Linked DNA regions of Sus scrofa: region 2 is linked to region 1. A link is a contact called in public Hi-C data. All regions are on one chromosome and are shown on one strand. The core of a region is the stretch at or near the end of the contact, and the rest is flanking DNA. Distances in the headings are between cores, read along the strand shown.

Region 1 (3,626 bases), core at 523-3,022:
GGTCACACAGCAATAAAGACGGAGCTGTAAGCAAAACTCCCTTAGAGCTTTGCAGAGCCTGGGCCCTTTCTGAGTCAGGCGTGCCTTGCTATCAGATGCCCTGTGTTGACTCTGGGCTGATCACAGTCCCCGGCAGCACGGGAGCCATGGGCCCCTTCGTGCTGTTTGGAGTCAGAATCAAACCAGTTATGTTTGTTTTACCTGCATGCCCTCATGTGACAGTAGTTTCTGTTTGACCAGGTGTGCGGAAAGGACATAGGACTGGAAGTGAGCCGACCTGGCACCCTGTTTGTCACTGGCTCCAGGCATGACCTTGGGCAAGTTATTCCCCCATCTCCAGCTGTGTAAAATGTGGTGCCTGAGATCGACATCACTTTGTGGCTCAAATTTTTCATATTGAATAAGATTGATTACTGCAGAAATCGTTAAGGAACCCTAAGATGACACACCAGTCGGCTGGCTGTCCTTGCATTTTAGTCACACCAGATCGCACCAAATCAAGAATCAGGGATGTATTATTTGAATCTGACATAAAATATCCATAACTAGAATTCAGGTAGGCATTCCACCCATGAAGATGCAGGCTCAATCCCTGGCCTCACTTTGTGGAATCTGGCATTGCCGCAAGCTGTGGCGTAGGTGGCAGACCCAGCTTGGATCTGGTGTTGCTATGGCTGGGGTGTAGGCCGGAAGATACAACTCCAATTCAACCCCTAGCCCAGGAAATTCCACATGCCACAGGTGCGGCCCTAAAAATCAATAAGTAAATAAATAAGACCAAAAAAAAAAAAAAATAATAAAGTTCCCACTGTGGCACAACAAGATTGGTGGCACCTCTGGAGCACTGGGACACAGGTTTGATCCCCAGCCCCACAGAGTGGGTTAAGGAGTTGGCATTGCCGCAGCTGTGGCATAGGTCACAACTGCATCTCAGATCTGATCTCTGACCCGGGAACTTCATATGCCGCAGGGCAGCCAAAAAAGAAAAAAAAAAAAAAAAAAAGCAGTGGTATCCTTCTCAGGGTTGTTGGGGAGAATCAGTTAATTCTCATCAAGTTCTTTAAACAGCACCTGCACAGATGAAGCCCTGGGTGGACATCAGCCATTACGGTGGTGACACAGACGTACTGGGTGACAAAGGAGAAAGGAGAAATGGCACCTATGTGGTTCAGTCGGGGTTGGGGGATGGAAGAAGTGAAGGGCTCCCCATCAAACTGAGGTCCAGAGGGTGAGGCAGAGTCAGAAAGGTGGAGGATGGGGTGACAAGTCCCCCGGGCAGCGGGAATCCGCTACATGAAGCCCTTCAGACAAGGGCGAAGGGGGTTTGGGGGGAACCAAGAAGTGGGCTGACAGGAGAGGCTGGGAGAAAAGCCCAAATCTGATCCTCAAGGCCTTCCTGCCACCCTCTCCCACTCTGGAACTACAGACGTCTAGCCCATCGTCGCCCACTTTATTTGCTCAGCCATGTGGAAAGGGCTGGGGGCGTTCCATCCCTGCCTTGGGGGCCATGTCAGCACTAGGGGTTGGAGTTTGGTCAAGCGGGACTATTGCCAGAAGCTGTCAGGGACAGAAGAATTCAAGGGTGAGGGCTGGCTGTGTGCAGTCAGGCTCGACCAGGGAAGCCAAGGGCCACTGCAAAGTCAAAAGAGCTGGAGCAGCTGGAGCTGAAAACAAAGCCAAGAAAGCCAGAGGTCAGCCCAGTGGACACTGGAAGAAACAGAGAGATCACGGTGAGGAAGAAGAAGGGATAGGGTTCCAGAAAAATGCCCAGAGAAGGCTGCAAAGCCAGCAGCCTGTGTGGACAGGCCTGATCACGTGGTATGCGGGCGGACCCGCCCGGCTTGACTGCCCAGTGCCTGGATGGGTGCCAGGCACTCTTAGCCATTAACAAGGTTGAGAAATGAGGAGCAGTCCCAGCCAAGTGAGCTCTGTACAGACTCACATCTGCGCTCAGACATGGCCCTCCGTTGCCCTGGTGGGGGTGAGGGGTGTTCATGGGAACATGTCACCATCATCACCCCAGTGGGTCTAGGAGGAAAGGGTCAGAAGCCACATAGCTTTCAACAGCCTTGGCTCTAATGCCAGAAGGTCTGCGATCACCACCGCACCTCCAACAGGTGCATGTAAGTGTGGATAATAACAATGGAGCTTCGCATTATTTTTTTATGAGGATGACGTGAATCCATGTGGGCAAAGTATTTAAAACAGTGCTTGAAACAGAGTAAGTACTCTATGTTATTAATTAATTTGGTTCCACTTTAGTTATTCATTTAAAAAAATGTATCTAAGCCCATAGTCCAGGCTCCATGTTGGCTGCTCAGAATATCAAGAAAACTAAGGTATGGTCCCCGCCCTCAAAGAGCTCACAGTCTGATGAGTAGCCAGAAGAGAAAGGGATGAGTTCTAGCAGAGGCAGTGGTGCCAGGGGAGGGGGTGGGGGCCAGATGAGCCTGAGGAAGGGAAATAGGTTGGGGACAGAAAGACAGCTGGTAAATGCAGACTTATGTGTCCTGGTTACTCACACTTCTGACAATGGCCCAGGGAGAGAAGAGAAACAGATGCCAAGAACCATGAAGATAAAATGGTGACAGTGCCCTGAGAAGGTGCGGACCTGCCTTATCATCAGCCCCTTGGCCACCTCTTAGACACTGTCCTCCATTATTTAAGGATGCTAACGCATGGCGCTTTTGTGGCGCGGAATAAATACGTGTTTCAGAAAATACCAACAAGTTGCGACCAAGTCTCCTTTTCTCCCTGATATTCAGGCTTCTGGGTTTTTATTGCTCCCCATCAATTTATAATTCAATAAAAATAATTATGAAAGGCAATAGATTTGTCCTATGTAAAAAGAAGGCATCAGTGAGTTTCGGATGCATTTGGGGCTTTTATTTCTACTTGAAATTTCATGTTTTGAAAAGTAAATATATGAAGGGTTAGGACAATGATAATTCTTAGTGGTTCCATCATCCAAACATTTAAAATAAGAAAAAGGTCTCTGCCTACAAAGTGAAATTAGAATGGAAGTAGTTACAAGGATAATTCAAGGGTCCCTAATATCATTTTTCATTTTCTCCACGGTTTTGGTAACTTACAATTTAATCAAAATCACATCTTGACAGATGGATCCACTTTCCACAGTTTCCATTTGCTTCCAGGAAGACATCTGAGTGCAAATGTGTGTGTGTGTGTGTGTATATGTATATGTGTGTGTGTGTGTATGTGTGTATATATGTATATGTGTGTATATATGTATGTATGTGTGTGTATATATGTATAAGTGTGTGTGTATATGCGTGTGTGTATGTATATATATGTGTGTGTATATAATATGTGTGTGTGTATATATATATATATATATATATATATATATGTATGTATTTTTTTTTCCCTGACTGGAATACACCAGAGTAGTGTGAGGTCAAACTACTCTTTTAATCTGATTTTAAAACCATATGTGCTTTTGGTAGAAAAATGTGAAAATATAGAGAAACTTAAAGAAGAAAAACAACCCAGAATTCCATTTCCTTGTGGCGCAGTTAACTGAAGTATTTCCTCTCCAGTGTCTTATTTTTACGCATATTTTGTTGTTGGTCTTTTTGTTTCTTTTAAATCATTAAGACTTTTGT
Region 2 (3,815 bases), core at 899-3,398, 340 kb after region 1:
CTGTGTGGGCGCCTGCGCTCTTTGTAAGGTTAAGGTCACAGAGACCCTGCACAGCAGTTATTCACATTCTGTGGGTGTGACCCTAAACTCTGTTTTCTTTCATCCATGCATCCATGAATTAGTGAGCTATGCCTTAGTCCCCAGGATCAGACCCAGAGATAAGGAAGTGTAAGAAAAGACCACTGGCACCCTCTCTGGAAGGGTGTTGGATTGATTGGCAGCCCCAGGCCCCACCCTTCCGGATCCGCCTCTCCTGTCAGCTTCTAGGTGCTAGAGGCCCTTTGCTGTGTGGCCCACAACACCTCAGCCCAGACACTTTGGCTCAAGGGCTCTCCATCCACTGGTCAGAACTGTCCGAGGGTGCACTGCAGCCCCAGAATCGTCCTGGCCAGCCCTCCTTCCTCGCCCTCTCCTTGCCAGGGCCCCACAGCAAAGGATGGCCACACAGCTGCATCTCTATCTGAGGACTCCCTTCCTGCTCCTGCTCCTCCTCTTTTTCCAATACAGGCGGTTCTCCCCAAAAGTGACTTGCACATGGGAACCTACCTGGGCTCTGCTTCTCTAGGAGGATCCGAACTCAGAGGCCCTCAAGGGAAGCCACGAGACAAGGAAGGAAGGAAAGCCAAAAGAGAATGTTGACACGGCTACCACTATGGGTAACTGAAGGCTCAGCCCTGCCCGGAACCTTCTGAGAAACTGAAGCTTATAATTCTGAGGAATCACATCACCAAGGGGCAAAAAACCGGGAGTGTTTATCCACAACGGCTTCCCCTCCCTGCGTGAGGGTTACTTACGTCTGGGGCATTAAGGGTCTTGCAGTCAGATGCCGGCACTGCCTCTCAGGATGGCTGGGATTGGGCCAGGCCGTCCATTCGAGAGCCGGAGCTCTTTATCACTAAGTTCTGTCCCTCTGACTTAACTACACAGTTGATAGTTTGAGTTTGAAACCAACATGGTCTCCAATGGTTACTTTTATTTGGTCACAAATTGGAAACATTTTGGCAGTAAATGTCTCTCTTACTAAAATATCCCTTGTTAGAGGCATGGGAAATCTATGCAGCTGGCTGTTAGAAGACAATGGCTGCTTGCTAGCTGTGTGACCTTGGGTAGATGACTTAACCCCTCTGTGCTTCAGTTTCTTCATAGATCAAAAGCAAATAGTAGTCCATCTTGCCCACCTCACAGCATCGTTCTGAGGACCTTTGGCATGCATGTGTGTGAAGGAATTTCATAAACGGTAAAGTGCTGTCCAAGAGGAATGGATTATGCACCTGGAATAACCTTGAGCTTTCTCCCTACGTCCCTACAGTGTTCTGCTTCTGAAACAAATGCATATATTGTCTCATCTGTCCTTCCCTTGCCCCCACCCCCACTGTGTTCTAGGAGCTTCCTCTGATTACAAAACTGGTTTCACAATCTCACCAGTACAGAGTATTTCATTCTCTTCCAGCATGGCTTAGATAACACAGATTTAAGAGTTTGTAATTCATCCTTCATTGATCAATGTTCTTGACTGTTACACGCTTGCCTGAACTCCATCCCATTCAGTCATAGGGCCAGAGGCTTAAGAACAATGAATGGTTTCATCTTTTGCTCTCTCTCTCTCTCTCTCATCAGCTAGGTAGCTTTTCTTAACCCTCTCTTCCTGAGGTGGTCTCTAATCTTATTGGATCTTTCACCTCTTTGAGATTCTCTCTCTCCTTTGGAAAAAATAAAAATAAAACCTCATAAGCCTAGAGACACATATATATGCACAGGCACAGACACAGACACACACAAATTAGGAAAAATTTGGTGGGGGATTCACAGCCCCTCTGAAACCCAAGGATTGTGGGTAAAACCTTTGGTCTCTGAGGTCAACTAGATTGAGTTTTAAATCTTGGTTGCGTGTCAAGTATCTCAACCATGATCCTGGCCCACAGTTAAGTGCTCACTAAAGAACAGCTGCCTTTATCATTAAATTTATTTTATTATTAAATTTATCATTAAACATTACACTCCAGAAACATTACACGGCCCCAGGAACTGTTCCAGAAGAAGGCTGGGCAGCTCAAAGCAGAGATTTCCGTTTTCAAGAGGGAAGAGATGTGTGTTCAGCCTTAGAAGAGGCTGTAGTGCTGGTTCTCCCTCTGCTGGCCCATGGTTAACAAGCACCCTTTATTTTGATTCCAGTAAGTGTTGGTGTGGGTCCTGGGAAAGCAGTGTGGACAGAGATGGAGGTAGGCAGTTGGAGGGCCTGCGGGTTATTTCTGATCCCGGGGAACACACTAGAAAAGCTAAAGACAGGAAAGTGTATCTGTCCCATTATTTCTCCCTTTGCTTTTTTTAAACCAGTCTAATCATTGCATTTGCTGAGCAAATCCTTTTTGGGTATCCGCTCTGGGGAGCTGCCACAATCCCACATGAGTAAGATACAACCCTGCCCACAAACCCTGGGGCTCACCCTTGGGAGGGTTGCCTTGAATTTCTGACTTAGAGTTTCAGTTGAAATCCAGGGGCACAGATTCACCCCAGATGGGGTAATGATTATGAGCAAGGGCTTCGAGCTCTGACTCATAGCCCTGCCCTGGCTAGTGGGGTGACTGGTTCATTGCAGTTCTCTGAACCTCAGTTTTCCCATCTATAAATAGGGTTTATAATAGCCTCACCCCCACCTTATGGCACTGTTAGGCAGATTCACCAGGAAGTTGGGTGTGCCATGGAGGGTTTAACAATAAAAAAGAACTTAAGTGTTAGGTATTAGCGTTATGTTTAGTCTAACATAGAAATAAATTAAAACTTTTATTATTTTTAAAAATTCCACAATAATACTTGCTTCTTACACAAGGTCAAACCACTTGAAATGCTAGTATGCAGTCACTTTTGACATACAAAGCCAGCACATTTTCATGTAGTTCATCTAATAAAAAAATTAGAAATTTCAGATTGAAAAACTAGAAAGTATCCATAGCAACACCATCCAGAGACACACAAGTGGGCATATCCTTCTGACTTTGGGTGTATATGTAAATAAATAATGCTGGTGGAAACTAGAAATGAAATCCTGATCAGATCAGGGTTTTTTTTGTTTTTTGGTTTTTTTTTTTAAAGCTCAATCTGAATGGCGAAGAAAGGGTCAAAGTGCCCCACGGGACACCAGGAGAATGAGTGGAACACGTGGTATCGGGGTCACCGCTAACATCCATTTCACTGAGAGACGTTGCCTGGGTATTCTGTTTCTGTGGGACTTCACCAGCAGCAGCAGCCAGACTGTGCACCTGGCCCTCTGCCTGGCCCTTCCCAAGGGCAAAGTGCTGACTCAGCAGGTACAATCGGGCCTCAGCTAGTGAAGAATAAGGCCTTGACCAGCCATTTCATCAGTTCCTTAAGATGATATGAATTGTTGCGTGGACTTTATAATTTCCCAACCACTCTGTGTAATCAGAGCTTGGACTAGAGCACAATTACTTACTGGAGTAAAACTGTGGTGGATGGAGGTAACCCGCCATCTCTCTTTATTGTCCCAAGCACTTTGCCAACGTCAATAACGCTTCCCTATTTTTAGAAGGAGACATAGCCCTCAGGCTATGCACAGCCTAGCAGGGGTTAACAACGCATATCAAGAGTTTTCTGAACATACTGAAGCCCCTGTTCAGGGGTATAGAGGGAGGTGGGTCCAGAAGGGTTTGCTCCTTTAGTCTTCTGGCCCTGGGGCTGATGAAACTCTCTCTGATGTAGACACACTTCCGCAACCGTGTAGTGGCTTGTCATAGAATTCACCTTGTTCCCACCACGCCAAAGAGGGAGTGAATGTGGCCGTGTAAGAACCCTGGGCC

The links. A called contact is a pair of places that touch in the nucleus more often than the background predicts.
Region 2: a contact with region 1 is called in a Hi-C map of liver, with 4 times the contacts expected there. The contact joins two enhancer-like sites. A contact is called at or near these places in 2 of 47 Hi-C or Micro-C datasets (both in liver) and 1 of 2 datasets of contacts at active chromatin or transcription factors (alveolar macrophages).

The regions. Positions count from the first base shown.
Region 1 is chr8:10,226,464-10,230,089 of Sscrofa11.1, forward strand. The region is part of intron 4 of LOC102158082 (a long non-coding RNA gene); the gene reads right to left. Among named protein-coding and RNA genes, the nearest start is that of CPEB2, 180 kb to the right of the region's middle. Within about 2 kb of position 1,773, at least 15 of the 83 cell types and tissues checked have an H3K27ac peak or open chromatin away from gene starts, as enhancers often do. A contact at or near this core is called in liver, where this site is marked.
Region 2 is chr8:10,563,048-10,566,862 of Sscrofa11.1, forward strand. No RefSeq gene overlaps it. Among named protein-coding and RNA genes, the nearest start is that of C1QTNF7, 93 kb to the right of the region's middle. Within about 2 kb of position 2,149, at least 10 of the 83 cell types and tissues checked have an H3K27ac peak or open chromatin away from gene starts, as enhancers often do. A contact at or near this core is called in liver, where this site is marked.